Linked DNA regions of Sus scrofa: region 1 is linked to region 2. Evidence: chromatin contacts called from public promoter capture Hi-C data. All regions are on one chromosome and are shown on one strand. Each heading gives the region's core, a stretch centred on a gene start, on an enhancer-like site or on the middle of the called end of the contact. The rest is flanking DNA. Distances are from core to core; before and after follow the strand shown.

What was found. Promoter capture Hi-C pulls out the DNA fragments that hold promoters and counts their contacts.
Region 1: a promoter capture Hi-C map of liver shows a contact between it and region 2, with 4 times the contacts expected there. The contact joins the promoter of MED22 here to the promoter of GTF3C5 in region 2. A contact is called at or near these places in 1 of 5 promoter capture datasets (liver), 1 of 47 Hi-C or Micro-C datasets (liver) and 1 of 2 datasets of contacts at active chromatin or transcription factors (alveolar macrophages).

What each region holds. Positions count from the first base shown.
Region 1 is chr1:272,956,249-272,963,557 of Sscrofa11.1, forward strand. It overlaps MED22 (mediator of RNA polymerase II transcription subunit 22), which reads right to left and starts at 5,370. Exons shown (of 5, transcript XM_021071150.1): 1 at 5,173-5,370; 2 at 4,538-4,687; 3 at 3,916-3,996; 4 at 2,927-3,135; 5 at 1-595. The coding sequence starts at 4,660. The coding sequence ends at 406. RPL7A (60S ribosomal protein L7a) reads left to right here and starts at 5,173. Exons shown (of 8, transcript XM_021071136.1): 1 at 5,173-5,494; 2 at 6,045-6,165. The coding sequence starts at 5,492. It overlaps LOC110256518 (a long non-coding RNA gene), which reads left to right and starts at 3,142. Exons shown (of 3, transcript XR_002338110.1): 1 at 3,142-3,304; 2 at 3,853-4,293; 3 at 4,510-4,640.
Region 2 is chr1:272,739,224-272,745,846 of Sscrofa11.1, forward strand. It overlaps GTF3C5 (general transcription factor 3C polypeptide 5), which reads left to right and starts at 4,304. Exons shown (of 11, transcript XM_021070913.1): 1 at 4,304-4,771. The coding sequence starts at 4,622.

The sequences.
Region 1 (7,309 bases), core at 4,120-6,619, 220 kb after region 2:
CCAGCAGCGAACCTCAGGCTGAGGCAGCAGGCAGACCTCTGCAGGGAGCACGCCCCCCTCCCCCACATTGTAAACAGCATGCTCATGGCAGGATTCCCAACACTGGCCATCCTCCTTGTCCTGTTAGGGCCTCAACAGGACAAGCTATCCCAGAAGACTCCTTCCGGCCAGGAAGCTAGTGAACAAGAGGTGACAAACTGAAGGACGGCCACCCCAGAATGGATGGGGGCACTACTTTTCCCCAACGCTGAGAGATGGGCCACCAAGTTCCCAAAGAAAGAGGCCACAGACGCTCCCCAAGTGAGAACCCAGGCTGAAGGGAGCTGAGGCCATGATGGGCCCAGAGTGGAGCCTTGGAATTCATTCTAAGATCCTAGAGGCCCAAGGAGGGGAGCCCTGGGAGGCTCAGGAGTGCTCTGTGGGGCCGGGGCCGCCAGTGTGGGTGTGGGCAGGGGCTGCCGCCTGCAGGGGCCCAGCACTGGGCTCCGGGGACATCAGCGGAGGGGCTGAGAGGCCATCAGCAGAGTCTGTGTCGAGGTCCAGCCTCCAGTAAGCTTCGCATAGAGGCAGATCGTTAGCTTCGCAAAGACTTGAGCTTTTCCACCACCAGAAACCCAGGGAGAGACAGGAGCAGGCAGAGGTGGAAGCCAGGGAGGGAAAGCGAGATAGAAGCAGAGTTAAGAAAACAGACCACAGACAGACCTGCCTTCCCCTCCTCTCCTCTGTGCTGGTCCCTCCGGCAAGCAGGCCTGGACCAGGGCGGGGCGGGGGAGGGGGGGTGCCCCAGCTTCAGGGCCCTCCAGAGTCCGAAAGGGAGCCTACTGGGACCAGGCACCAGCAGGCTGTGGGACCTCAGCAGGTCCCTTCCCCTGACTGACCCGCGTCCTTCCTAGCCCCACTGCCACCTCCTGTCCTGCTCCAGCTGCCTTCCTCCTCCTCTTGCAGGGAGCTGCCAGCCTGGCTCCACGCGCCACTCACCAGCGGCAGGAGCCAGTGTCCAGAGCTCGCTATGGTCTTCCTGGTCCCCACACTATGCAAGGCCTCTGAGGGCAGGGACCCTGGCCTCCGGTCCTGCGGCACTGCGCCAGCTGTGCGCCTCCAGCAGGCCCCTTGTCCCCTTAATCTCAGTGTCCCATCTCATACGGGACAGCAAGGCCAGCCTCTCAGTGAGGAGGCGGGCGAAGAGCAGGGCTCATGAAGGTTGTCAGGGGGGCGACTGGAGCGGGTGCAGCCCCACACTCGTCGGGCCGGCTTTCTCCCGAACCCGGCCCTGCCCTCAGCCTTCAGTCTCTGAAGCCATCATGGACACAGACACAGAGCAGAGTCCCAAGGAGAGCGGAGGGCGAGAGGCAAAGAGCGAGCAGGTCGTGAGCGGAAAGCGGGGAAGCGAGCGTGAAGGGGGGTGGGCGGCGGGGACACACAGGGACAAGCTGAGTGCTGGTGGCCAGGGGGTGGGCACACGCACCCTGTGTCGAGCGACCAGCTGGGAGGGTTAGAGCCTGCCAGCCACCGGCAGTCCGCTGAGCCCGGGCCGCTAACAGGCATTCACAGATGAGGGAGAAGCCCAGCCTCTGGAGCCACCCGGAGCAGGAAGGGACCCCAGGAGCCACCAGAAACCCCACTGGGTGAACCAGAGGCTGACAGGCCAGGAGCCAGGCTTCCCACTCAGACCCCTGGTGCCCCCGGGCCCTCAACCTTAAGAGGCAGGGCTGAACTATCCTGCAACTGCTCAGCCCAGGCGCCTGGCCCTGGGGGCAGCAGGCAGGACAAACACAGAGACATAAGGCACTCTACAAAACCAAGGAGGGCCGGGAGCAGCGTCCCCAGCAGGGTCTCAAACCCCCCAGGGACCCACTCAGGACCCTCTCTGAAGGCCGAGGGTAGAGGCACTCGCCTCATCTCTGCTGAGCCCGTGGGTGTCAGGAATCTTCTGGAAGAGTCTAAACCACTCCAGCTGGGCAGTGACCCTCTGTCCCTTCCCACAAAGGCCCCAGATGGACAGAGACCACAAGGAGTGGCACTGAGTCCAGAGCAGGGAAACCAAGCCCCAGACCACAGACTTGCTGGCCAGCACGGCCACCGCAGGACAGAAAGGAGTGTTGAAAATCCATGACAGGAACAACACATTCGTCCAGGGAGGGTGAGGCAGGTGTGACCTGGTTTTCCCAGCTAAGGGGACGGAGGGGCGGGGCCTCTGCAGCCTGTTTCCCGGTGCGAGAATCACACGTGGACTCGGGCTCCTGGGGGTTTGGGCTGACTCCTCCAGCTCAGGCCGCCTCTGGTTTTAGGATTCCACGTGGCCACATGAGGGCTGGGGCGACAGGCCTTGCCAGCTGCTGTACCCCTGGGGCCCGGCCTGGGCCTGGCACATAGGAGGGCTCCCGACTGTGAATGAGGCTGAGCTGAATGGGAACTCGGGGGTCCAGGGATCCCAGGCCTGGCTCTCCAGGCCACCCTCCTCCCTGGGACCCGCCCCTCACCCTCTCTTACACACACACACACACACACACACACACACACACGCAGAGGGTTTCGGTTGTGCCCACGTGGAACTGCACCCCTGGGCAGGCACTGGTGTCCTGGACACGGGCCTGGGCGGCCAAGAGAGCTAGGCCGACCTGGGCTGGAAAGCTTCGATGCCGATCAGACAGCTAAGAGGAACAGACAGGCCCCCAGGCGGAAATGCTGGTGTGGCGCCCCCAACCTTGCGGTTCTGTGACTTTCATCTCGATGCCCGCGATGCCCCGGCCCGGTGACGGTGCACACTGTCTGTTGATCAAAAGCTCTGCCCGAGAGGCCTGCTCTGACACCTGGGCGAGGGCTCTGCTGCCAAGACGGGGAAGGTGTGGGAAGACCGGGCCTCTGGGCTGCGCGGCGGGCCCGGGTCCGCAGGTGCGCTCTGCGCGGGGTCCGGCCCTATCGGTACCTGGACGAGTAGTACTCCTCCTCCAGCTCGTAGAGGTCGATGGACACCTCATCCCGCAGGGCGATGAGCTTCCGGTCACACTCCTCCTGCAGAGCCCGCAGCTGCTGGTTGCGCTGGTCGACGGCCTCGTTCACCGACGGGAAGTCGTTGAGGATGAGGAACTGCTTGAGGTCGGACACCAGCTTCATCAGAGACTCGCCAGCTCGGACCTGCAGCCGTCGGAACCGGGAGACCTGGTGAGGGGGCGGCGGCAGCGGCAGCGGCCCGCCTCGTCGCACCCGACTCTGGGTAAGCGGCGGCCTCGGTTTTCCCATCTCCCAAGTGGGACCACGGCACGGACCGCCACAGGGGCGCTGCGAGACGTGAGGCATCTAGAAGGTAAGCTACGGGGGGCAGGGTTGCAGGCACCCACGGCTGCTGCGTGAAATGCTTCCAAGGCAGGGGCCATCGGCTTCCCAGTGCCTCCCCTCTCCGGGCCTCTGGCTTCTGCCTGTGCTGCTGTGATCTCCAGTGGCATGTGTTATTCGAGCATACCTTCTGCTTCTCAAAACCTTAAACCCCACGTAAAGCCACCGTCCTGTCCCTGCTCTTCCTCAGGGGCAGTCCCCCTGCCAGGCTTCCTTTGGGACCCTGTCCTGGGTATTTCCAGTCATGGGCTCATGCCTTTGGAAAGATTTGGTTGCTGTGCTTGTTCTGTGACATCCAAACGCACATCCTGTTTCTTTGGTAATTTGCTTCCCCCATTTACAGAGAAGCTCCCACAAGACTCAACCCCTTTCTATCCAACCCCAACCCCAACCCCCGCCCCCCACAGCACCCTACAGGGTGCGTGTGGCCAGCTGCCTGCCAGCTCCTTACACGGCTGCCCTGGACAGCCCTCCTCTGGAGGGGAGTCTCCTGAGAAGTGGTTCCCCCCACACACCCAGGAGAGCCCAGTAGGGACCAGAGGCTCCTGCAACTCCGGCTGTCCCCTCCGCCTGGTGACTCACGATGTTGGCGGCTCGCACGTGCATCTCGTAATTGTCCTGTTCGCCTTGAGTGGCCCTCGACACCTGGGTCTCGTCCTCAATCTGGAAGGCCAACAAGCAAGCCGAGAGCTAGCAGGTGCCCCCGCCCACAGGTACCTGGCAGCAGCCTGTCTTGCCCTCTGCACGGGGTCCTGCTAACCAGACCTCAGGCAGCGTTCGCCCTCACCCCGTCTCGTCCTGTTTGAAAGAGATAACAGGTACCCTCATCAGGGGTAATGGACCCCTAAGTATGCCAGCTGCTGGGCCAGGTGCGCGGAGAAGGAAGCAATGCTGGATGCTGGATCCTGGCACTTCGACTGGAGTCCCCACAACTGCCACCCCAGAGCCTGTGAGAAGCTGGTTGGTTTATTTATCTGTTGACTTGTTGGTTATTGTCAATCCGTCCCAGTGTTCTCCCCGTGGGACAAGGGTTTTGCCTGTGGAGTCACTGCTGTGTCCCCACTGCCTGGCATGGAGCACCCATGTTCAGCGGGTGGGTTGAAAGCAGGGGCCCGAGCCCTCTCCACCCACAGCCGTCCGCGATCTCTGCACCCCCACTCCTTCTCGTGGTCTCAGCAGCGGCAGGAGACAGCAGCGCACCCACCTTGGCGGTCTTGATGATCTCGGTGAAGTTGTCCATGATGGACTTGACGTCGTCCTTGAGCCGCTTGTTGTAAGACTGCAATAGCGTCTCCTTGCTCTGGGGCAGGGCTCTCTGCTGGGCCATGGCGGAGCCTCAGGCAGGGCAGGTCACCTGGAACCCAGAGTCTGTGTGAGCGGGCCAGACCCCAGCCACCCACCCTCCAGCCCCCGACTTCAGCAGCCCTCCGGAGAGTCCCTGTCTGCCAAACACACCCGTTCAGGCGTCCGGATACAGGTGCACCCTCCCCGGATCCGGGGCGGCCTTCTCGGGGGCCAGGCCCCCCGCGTCCCCACCGGCTCCTGCCAACGGCTCCCCCGCCACCACCCCGGCAGGAGGAGCCGTCGGGACCCTACCTCAACCCCTCCAAACGCCCTTGGCCTTCACTCCACTCCGCTGCCCCCCGGCTCCACGCAGGACCCCCGAGCGAGGGCCACCTCTGGGCGGCTCGCTCCGGGGTCCCTGCCAGAACCACCCTCCCGCCCCCAGCCATGCGCCTCCAGGCTGCACGCTCCAGGCAGGGTGGTCCCCGGCCCGGGCCCTGGTGCTCGGCCCACCGACTGCACTCGCGGCTTTTAAGCCATTTTGGGGTAAATCACCTGAGAAGGACGCCGACCCGGCCGCGCCGCCCCAAGCCCACACCTGGTCCGCAAAGCCGGGACCCGGAGGGCCTGGCCGGGGCCGAGTGGAGGACAAGTGCTAGCCCCTCACGGGAAGTCCTGGCTTCCCCGCGCCTTTACGCGCCCCTTCCCGGCAGCTCCCACCAGGAGGCACTAATCTTCGGCTACTGGACGGGAGAAAGGAGTCCTGTCACTTTAAATCCGAAATCCCGCGCAGTCGTCAGCTCTCGCGATCTCCGAGGTTGCCTACATATTACCCACAATTCCCTTTCCTTTCTCTCTCCTCCCGTTGTCCAAGATGGTGAGTGAGCCGCGCTCCGCGCTGCCAGTTTCGGGTTTGGGTTCTATCCGCTGCCATCCTTCTCGGGGCGGGGGCGCGCGGGGGTACCTACACCGCCCGGCGCGAGAAGAGGCCTGGGGGGCCTGGTCTAGAGTCACTGGGGCCGGTTAGAGCCCCCGGCGGCTGAGCCGGCAGAGGGGGATCCGGGGAGCGCAGCGCCGCATTGCGGGGCCGGGGGCGGGCCCGGCCGAGGCGCTCCGGCGCCCTGGGAGCCGCCCTAGGGGCCTTGGGCTGAGTCGGCTGATTCTGTGTGGGGCCCGCCGAACGCCGGCCTCGGAGGAGGGCCCCTGTCCCCGTGGCGGAGAGGGAGGGACGGGGCGTCGGGGCTCGTGCAGATGATGTGAAGGAATAGTTGCTGTCCGAGTGGCGGTGAGGACGACCCAAACCACCAAGATCGCTGATGCACGGGCGGGGCGCGGGCTGGCTGCGGAGACGGCCGGGTCTGCGGGGAGCCCCGCGCCCTGAGAGCAGCGTGCGGGGGGGCGGGGTAACCGTGTCTCCTTGTGCCCAGCCCAAGGGGAAGAAGGCCAAGGGCAAGAAGGTGGCCCCGGCCCCTGCCGTCGTGAAGAAGCAGGAGGCCAAGAAGGTGGTAAACCCCCTGTTTGAGAAAAGGCCGAAGAATTTTGGCATCGGTGAGTGGAAGACCGGGCGGCGTCGATCGGCTTTTTAAACGGCGCTCCCCGCGAAAAGCAGCTTGTTGAGCAGGTTACGTTACGTCGGTCGACGAAGGAGATGCAGCCTGAAAGTTGGGGGTTGAGTTTTATTCGGGGTGAAAGGAGGACTTGAGCCTGAGGGACAACATCTCGGGAAGCCCCGGAAACCGCCCGGAGCAGGGGAGGCGGGGGTGCGGGATGCGTGAGTTTCACACTGAAGGGAAGGTGGTGGGAACGAGGCCTTTACGGGAGAGCGGTTTGTCAGGGAAGGGGTGAGGGTCTGGGCTTCCTGGAACCACTGCTTTGGTTTGCACCTCAGCTGCGGCCCGTCTGCGTTTCTTCCCCGAGTCCCCTCGGGGCTCGCTGGCTGTGGGCCCTCGGGAGATGCGACCGTGACGTCTTTTGTCCACTACCTGCCGGTGGGGAAGCAGGATTTCAGAGAGCTCTGAAAGCGTAAGGTCTTGGTCCGGGGCGGGGGCGGGGGCAGCGCTGCAGTCAGGGGGCGTTTCTACAGGATGTGCTGCTGGTCTCGTGGAGGTCGCTGCTGGTCACAGACGTCAGGCAGGGTTGAAGGACTTTAGTGTTTTTCTGGGCAGGAGGAGACGGAAAAATGGGACTCAATCTCCTAAAAACATCTATCTGGAGGCCCGTCCTACCAGTTTTCCCAGAGCTCTGAGTGCCTCCCTCCTGGTCTCCACCCTGAGCTCTGCTGGAGGGGCTGCGGGTCAGCAGCTGCAGCGGCTCGTGTCTCACTTCACGTGTGGAGGCTGGTGGCAAGGCCAGGCCTCCGTTCACACGTCCTTCCTGGATTTCAGTGGGCTTGGAGTCGTGGCTCCTTGGACTGGGTTTCTCACGTTCTGCCGGGTTTTACCCATGAACGGGGATCGGTTCTTGAATTTCTACCTCTGAACTTTGAGATGGGGCAGTGGTACTGCATCCTTCGCGGCCTCCCTGGAAGCCCCTGCGTCTGCGTCAGCTTCGGGCCTAGATCCTGGCCTTTGGGATTCAGCTTGATGGTCGGGCTCTCCCGGAGCAGAGGCAGTCGGAGGGCAGGGCTGACGTTTGCCTGGCTGTGGCCGGACGAGGAGGCCTCCCCTGTGGTCCCGGGTGTTGGTGTGCAGAT
Region 2 (6,623 bases), core at 3,054-5,553:
GGCGACATTTACAGGTTTCAGAGTCTAGGAAGTGGGCGTGTCCTAGGGCCCCCCCTTCAGCACACTGCACCCCCTCGGGCTGCCTTTTCTGAGCACGTATGATGCAGAAGTACCCGGTGTGAGAATTAGCTATGTGTTTATTGTCTGTCTCCCTTCCTGAGGAGGGACCTACTGCCTGGCACCCAGTGGAGACTTAAAAAGGTTTTGTGGGGAGTTCCCAAAGTGGCACAGTGCAAACAAATCTGACTGGTTTCCATGAGGATGCAGGCTCGATCCCTGGCCTCGCTCAGTGGGTCAGGGATCTGGCATTGCTGTGAGCTATGGTGTAGGTCGCAGATGTGGCTTGGATCCTGAGTTGCTGTGGCTGTGGTGTCGGCTGGCAGCTACGGCTCCAATTCAATCCCTAGCCTGGGAACTTCCATACGCCACAGGTGCGGCCCTAAAAAAAAAAAAGCAAAAAAAACAATGGGTTTTGTTGAGGGTTCCCTGGTGGTGCAGTGGATTAAGGATCCAGCATTGCCACTGCCACAGCTCAGGTCACTGCTGTGGCTCAGGTTCAATCCCTGACCCAGGAACTTCTGCATATCTCTGGCGAGGCCAAAAAAAAAAGCTTTTGTTGAATGATCGACGAATAGAATTAATGTTTATTGTAGTAATTGACTACACTGGGAATCCTGTTCCAGACTCCCCAAATAGAAATAATCTCTTTCAGGGGGTTCGGATGTGGCTCAGTGGTAGTGAACCCAATTAGTATCCATGAGGACGCGGGTTCGATCCCTGGCCTCGCTCCGTGGGTTACGCATCCAGTGTTGCCGTGAGCTGTGGTGTAGGTCCCAGACGCAGTTTGGATCTGGTATTGCTGTGGCTGTGGTGTAGGCCAGCAGCTGCAGCTGCCATGGGACCCCTAGCCTGGGTACTTCCTTACGCCATGGGTGCAGCCCTAAACAGACACCCCCCACCCCCGCCGGCCCCCTGCCAGCGCTCACACACACACCACGTGAAACCAAAAATGAAGCAGGCATAACCTTTCCAGTTGTGAGGGCCGGTGTCCGGGCACCCTGATGAGGACCAGGGGGTGCAGCCGGCCCCCCAGGATGAGATGGACACTCTACTTGAGGTGGGCACACAGCATTCGAAGCTTCGGGATGGCAGAGCTCCTGCAAAGCCCCAGGCTGAGGCCAAGATTCTGGGACTGGAGAGGAGAGAACCGGCTCCCAGGCCTGTCTCTGGGGGAGGGGCTCTGAGCAGCAGGGGGTGGGGGGCAGCTCAGCCCCCAGGGTTGGCCGTGGAAGGCCCACCTTTGTGTCTTGTGCTGAGCAGCAGCTGCGTCTCCCCTGTGCGAGGGTGGTACACACTGGCCACCCCCGGCTCCCACCCCAATCCGGGCACAGGAGGTGGTGAGAGCTGTAGGTCTACACCACAGCCACAGCAACACTGGATCTGACCTACGTCTGCAACCTACACTGCAGCTCAGGGCAACGCCAGATCCTTAACCCATTGATTGAAGCCAGGATCAAGCCCGCATCCTCATGGATACTAGTCGGATTCATTTCAGCTGAGCCACAATGGGAACTCCCCACAGCTGCTTCTTTAACTGGGCTCCTGATTCTCCCTGGTACCCTCCTCCTCCTCCCAGCCTAGCCTCACGGCCGCTCTGACCTCTCCACTGTGGATCTCAGGTAGGACAAGGGCCTGGCCCTTGGGAAGCTCAGGGTGGTGGGGAGGAGGCCTTCTCTTCCCCTCCTCCCAGCCCCGCATTTCTGTGCACCCTGGGAACACCCCCCAGCTGACAGCCTCCACTTAGTGTGCCCATGGCTGTGCTCTGACCTTGAGGCTGGCTTGAACTGAAGGTTCAAAGGAGTCAAGGGCCTCAGTCGCTGAAGAACTACTTCCAGAGCATCTGCCCCATGCCTGGCCTGAGTCAAAGCCTAGGGAGGCAGTGAGGGACCAGGCCCACCAAGCCCTGCCCTCAGGAAGCTCTGTGGGGTGGGGGGTAGTGGGGTGGAGAGGAACAAAAAAGAAATAAAACAGGAGCTCCCGTTATGGCATGGCATAGTGGAAAGAACCCGACTAGTGACCATGAGGTTGCAGGTTCGGTCCCTGGCTTTGCTCTGTGGGTTAAGGATCTGGTATTGCTGTGAGCTGTGATGTAGGTTGCAGACTCGGCTTGGATCCTGCTTTGCTGTGGCTGTGGTGTAGGCCAGCAGCTGCAGCTCTGATTTGACCCCTAGCCTGGGAACTTCCTCATGCCACAGGTGTGGCCCCCAAAAGCAAAATAAATAAATAAAGCAGCCCTGAAGCCTCTGTGATGGGTTTGGGTGCCCCAGGCACAGAGAGGTAAGGAGTCGAATTGGAGCTGCTGCTGCGGCCACAGCAACTTGGGATCTGAGCCACATCTGTGACCTAAGTCCTTAACCCACTAAGCGTGGCCAGCAGGGATCAAACCTGCATCTTCATAGACACTAGTCGGGTTCTTAACCCGCTGAGCCATATTGGGAAGTCCTAACATTTCTGTAAAGTTTTCAACCCTTGGTTATTTAAAGGAAATTAAAAACATTTAGAAAATACAGGAGTTCCCATTGTGGCTCAGCAGATTAAGAGCTCTACTAGTATCCATGACGATGTGGGTTCGATCCATGGCCTTGCTCTGTGGGTTAAGGATCCTGAGTTGCCACAAGCTGCAGTGTAGATCAAAGAGGCAGTTCAGATCCCACATTGCTGTGGCTGTGGTGCAGGCCAGCAGCTGCAGCTTTGATTTGAACCTAGCCTGGGAACTTTCATATGCCACGGGTGCAACCCTAAGAAAGCAAAAAACAACAACAGATTACTGCTCAGGGGAGCATGGAATGAGAGAAAAGACAGGAGGCATTTAAAAGGACATTTAATGTCAAGGCATGGAAAATTCCGGAGAATTCTCTTGGCTGCACTGCACAGAATCTTCTTCCCCAGTGGAGCAGGCAAGTTCCGGCTGGAGAAGGCAGGTCAAGGACTGCGAAGCCCTTGTGCCTGGCCTCCTCCAGCTCCTCCACCATGTGCTGCTGGTGGACTCCTCCCAGCGATCTGAGTGGGCTTCCTTTCAGGCTCCCAGCCGATGACATATACCTCACATTCAGATTACACATTTTTCTTTAAAAAATGTATTTAGTGGTCCCTGCAGTCATTTATTCGGCCTTCTTAAATCCATCTAGAATAATAACATAACTTTTTGATTCAGGAGTCATTTCAGAAACGTGGGGTATCCATTCCCAAGGAGTCTCTTTTATCTCCTAACGTCCTCGAATCCAGTCCCTTCTTTCCATCCTCACTGCCACTTCCCCCGGCAGCATTTCGTGCCTGGATTATGCAACCTCTCTCCGGTGGTTTATCTGAGTCTGCTTTTGGTGTCTCTGGTCTATTCTCTACACAACAGCCACAGAGGAGTTCCCTGGTGGCCTAGCAGTGAAGGGTTCAGGGTTGTCACTGCTGTGGCTTGGGTTCGAGTTCAGGCTTGGGGACTTCCACATGCCACAGGCACCGCTAAAACATAAACAAACAACGCCAAGGAAACAGCCAAAGAGTCAAATGCATAAATCAGATTCCCGCACTCCCAGCACAAAACCCTTCAAGGGCTCTCCATTGCACTCAGAAAAAGCCAACCCGTTAGGTAAATCGTTTTAAGGATCTGTTTGGCCTTTGTCGACCTCTGACCCTTCATCTCCCTCCACTTTGCTCCTTCAAGTTTCGCTTTTTGTCACTTCCTAGAACGGCCCCCAGTCGCTCGCTTCGGGGTCTCCTCACTTCATGCTTCGGTGAGGTTTGAGTGGTGCCCAGCACACAGCAGGCGCTAAATAACTAAGAAACGAAGGACGGACGCCCGCCTTAGTCCGCGCGGGGAGCGCTTCCGCGTTTTCTGAGAGTGGAGGTGGGCAAGCATTCAAAGTGCATTTCCAGATCGCGCTCTCCATGTCCAGATCGGACTCCTCGCGGCCTCCGTGCGCCGCTAAAAACCACATTCTGGGGCGGTCAGCGGGAAAGGGAGGGAACCCACCCGGGAGGAAACCCACTTGGCGGACCCGGGGTCCGGAAACCCATTGCTTACTGGGACCTTTCCACGCAGGAAGAGCGGCCGGAAGTTTGCTTCGGACACGCCCCCATCTATTATTGGGTTAAATCCCAGGAAGGGGCGGGGACCCAACCTAACCCTGGTTCATTATTGGCTAAAACCTAAGGGAGCCAAGGAAGGGGGCGGAAACCCGGCTTCGTCTTGACTCTTCATTGGCTAAAAAGCTCGGCTCGGCCCTCGGGTTCTCATTGGCTAAAGTCGAGGGCTGGGTGGTGTCTTACAAGCGTCGCCGTCCCTCGGGTTGGTGGGAGAGACAGGCCCTTACCCCGCCCCTTGGGCTCCAACCCTCTTCATTTAAAACACAAAGTTGAGGATCCAGCGGGTGTTAACTCCGAAGTCTTAGGCCCTTCCTTCGGGCCTTTGCTCCCTGAGGACTTCGAGCCTCGCGCAACTCAGGGATTTGGGGAGGCGCGAGCCAGGAGGAGGCCGGAACGATTCCTTCGCGGAACCTTTGGGGCGAGGCCTCTGGGAGCGCGAGGACAGGAACGGACCGCGGCGGACCCGACTAGACTGGCAGGGATGGCGGCGGCGGCCGACGCGGGGCAGGGGGGCGCCGTCTCGGTGGACCTGCGGCACGAGCGGCGCATGGTGTGTGTGGAGTACCCGGGCCTGGTGCGCGACGTGTCCAAGATGCTGCTGACCCTGGGCGGCGAGGAAAGCGTCTCCCGGGTGAGGAGCGTGGAGTCTCCGGGGTCCACGGGGCGGACAATCGCGGGACAACGGCCAGAGGGGCGGGACCACCCAGGGACGCGAGGTTTCCTTGGCAGTGGAGCTTGAGGCTGGCTCTGCAGCGGCCAGCGGGCGGGGATTTGCTTCTGAGACCACTCGGCGTGGACCGTTTTTTCTTCGCGGGCAGAGGGCGCGTGAAAAGAACCATAGGGAGACGCAGAGAGGGTCTCCCATCCTCGGATGAGCCGCAGCTTTGGCATTTCTGCCTTGAGCTCAGCTCAGCTGCAGCTCCCCGCTTTCTGCCACCGCAGGATGTGCTGGACTGCCACATCCTCATTTCACGAAGCAGAAAACTGAGATATGGGAAATTAGGAACCGTCGACCTAAGTGAGAGGGAGGAAGGAAGAATTATGTTATTTAGGCTAAAGGTAGTCAAAGCTAACAACTTACTCTGTACGAGCTACAGTTCTAGGTGCTTTACTTAAAACATGATCCTCACTGGAACCCTTCCTGGTAGGAAGTGTCAGTGTCTGAATTTTACAAGGAAACTGAAACAGCTTGTTCAGATTCGCCCAGCAAAGAGTGGAGCCGAGATGAATTCTTAGCTTGTGCAAAGAAAGCTCAATGTAAGGGCTTTACACGAACCAGATCTTGAAGTGTCTCCTCTTGAGAGAGTTGTTCCCTGATGGCCCTCACTAAAGTGGCTGCTAGCAGTTAATATCTGCCTACCCAACCTGCTAATTCCAACCTGAAGTTATTTTAACGTGTTAATTGTCTGTCTTGGACTCTTGGCTCTGAGTCTGTAAATTCCATGAGAGCGGGACCTTGTCGCTCTCGTTCACACCTGTGGTCTTAACATCCATAGTGGTGCCTGCTTCCCAAACACTTGTCAAATGCATGATTGAATCTTCACAACAATCTAATGAGTTAGGTACAGGTACCATTATTATTCCCTTTTTTCAGAAAAAGACACAGGAAGAAAGGCTGGGGGAGTTCCCGGAGTGGCTCAGTCGTTAATGAACCCAACTAGGAACCATGAGGTTGCGGGTTCGATCAGGATCCGCTGTTGCCATGAGCTGTGGTGTGGGTTGCGGACGCGGCTCGGATCCCACGTTGCTGAGGCTGTAGCGTAGGTTGGCAGCTGCGGCTCCGATTGGACCCCTGGCCTGGGAACCTCCATGTGCCTCAGGAGCGGCCCTAAAAAGACAAAAAGACAAAAAAAAAAGAAAGGTTGGGCCAAACAAGCTCCTACGGGGTACGGTGGGAATCTGAACTCATTCATGCCTCCCTCTGAAGTCTGAACTCTGACCTCCATCCTCCATGCTCGGTGAATACCAAAAACCCCGAACATGTCATTAAGCACAAGATGCCAGCAGAGGCCCAGTTAGTCTTGTTTTGTCTCCCCTCCACACCCATGGCGTCATGGCATGTGGAAGTTCCTGGGCCAGGGATTGAACCCTCACCACAGCAGTGACAATGCCAGATCCTTTACCCGCGGAGCCGCCAAGGGACTTCCTCCTGTTTTGTTCTTTCAGCCCGACTTACTGCGGCATTGACAGGACCCTTACTCCACTAACCCGGGACATTTGTACCTAGCTAGAGTATGAGCCCTTTGGGAGGAGCCCCGTCCTTCCTCCGTTCCTGTTTCTGGGGCAACCCCTCTGGGCCAGGCCCTCAGCTGGGGTCCTTCCCAACCCAGCAGAGTCTAGGCCCGTGTTTCATGAGAAGGGATTCCGGAGGCTTGGGGCTCTTTTAAACCCTCCTCTTTCCCTAAAGGCCAGGCTGTGTCCTGGGTGTCGGGAGCACGTAGATGTGACTTCGGCCCAGGGAGCGCTGGTGGGGTTTTCACACG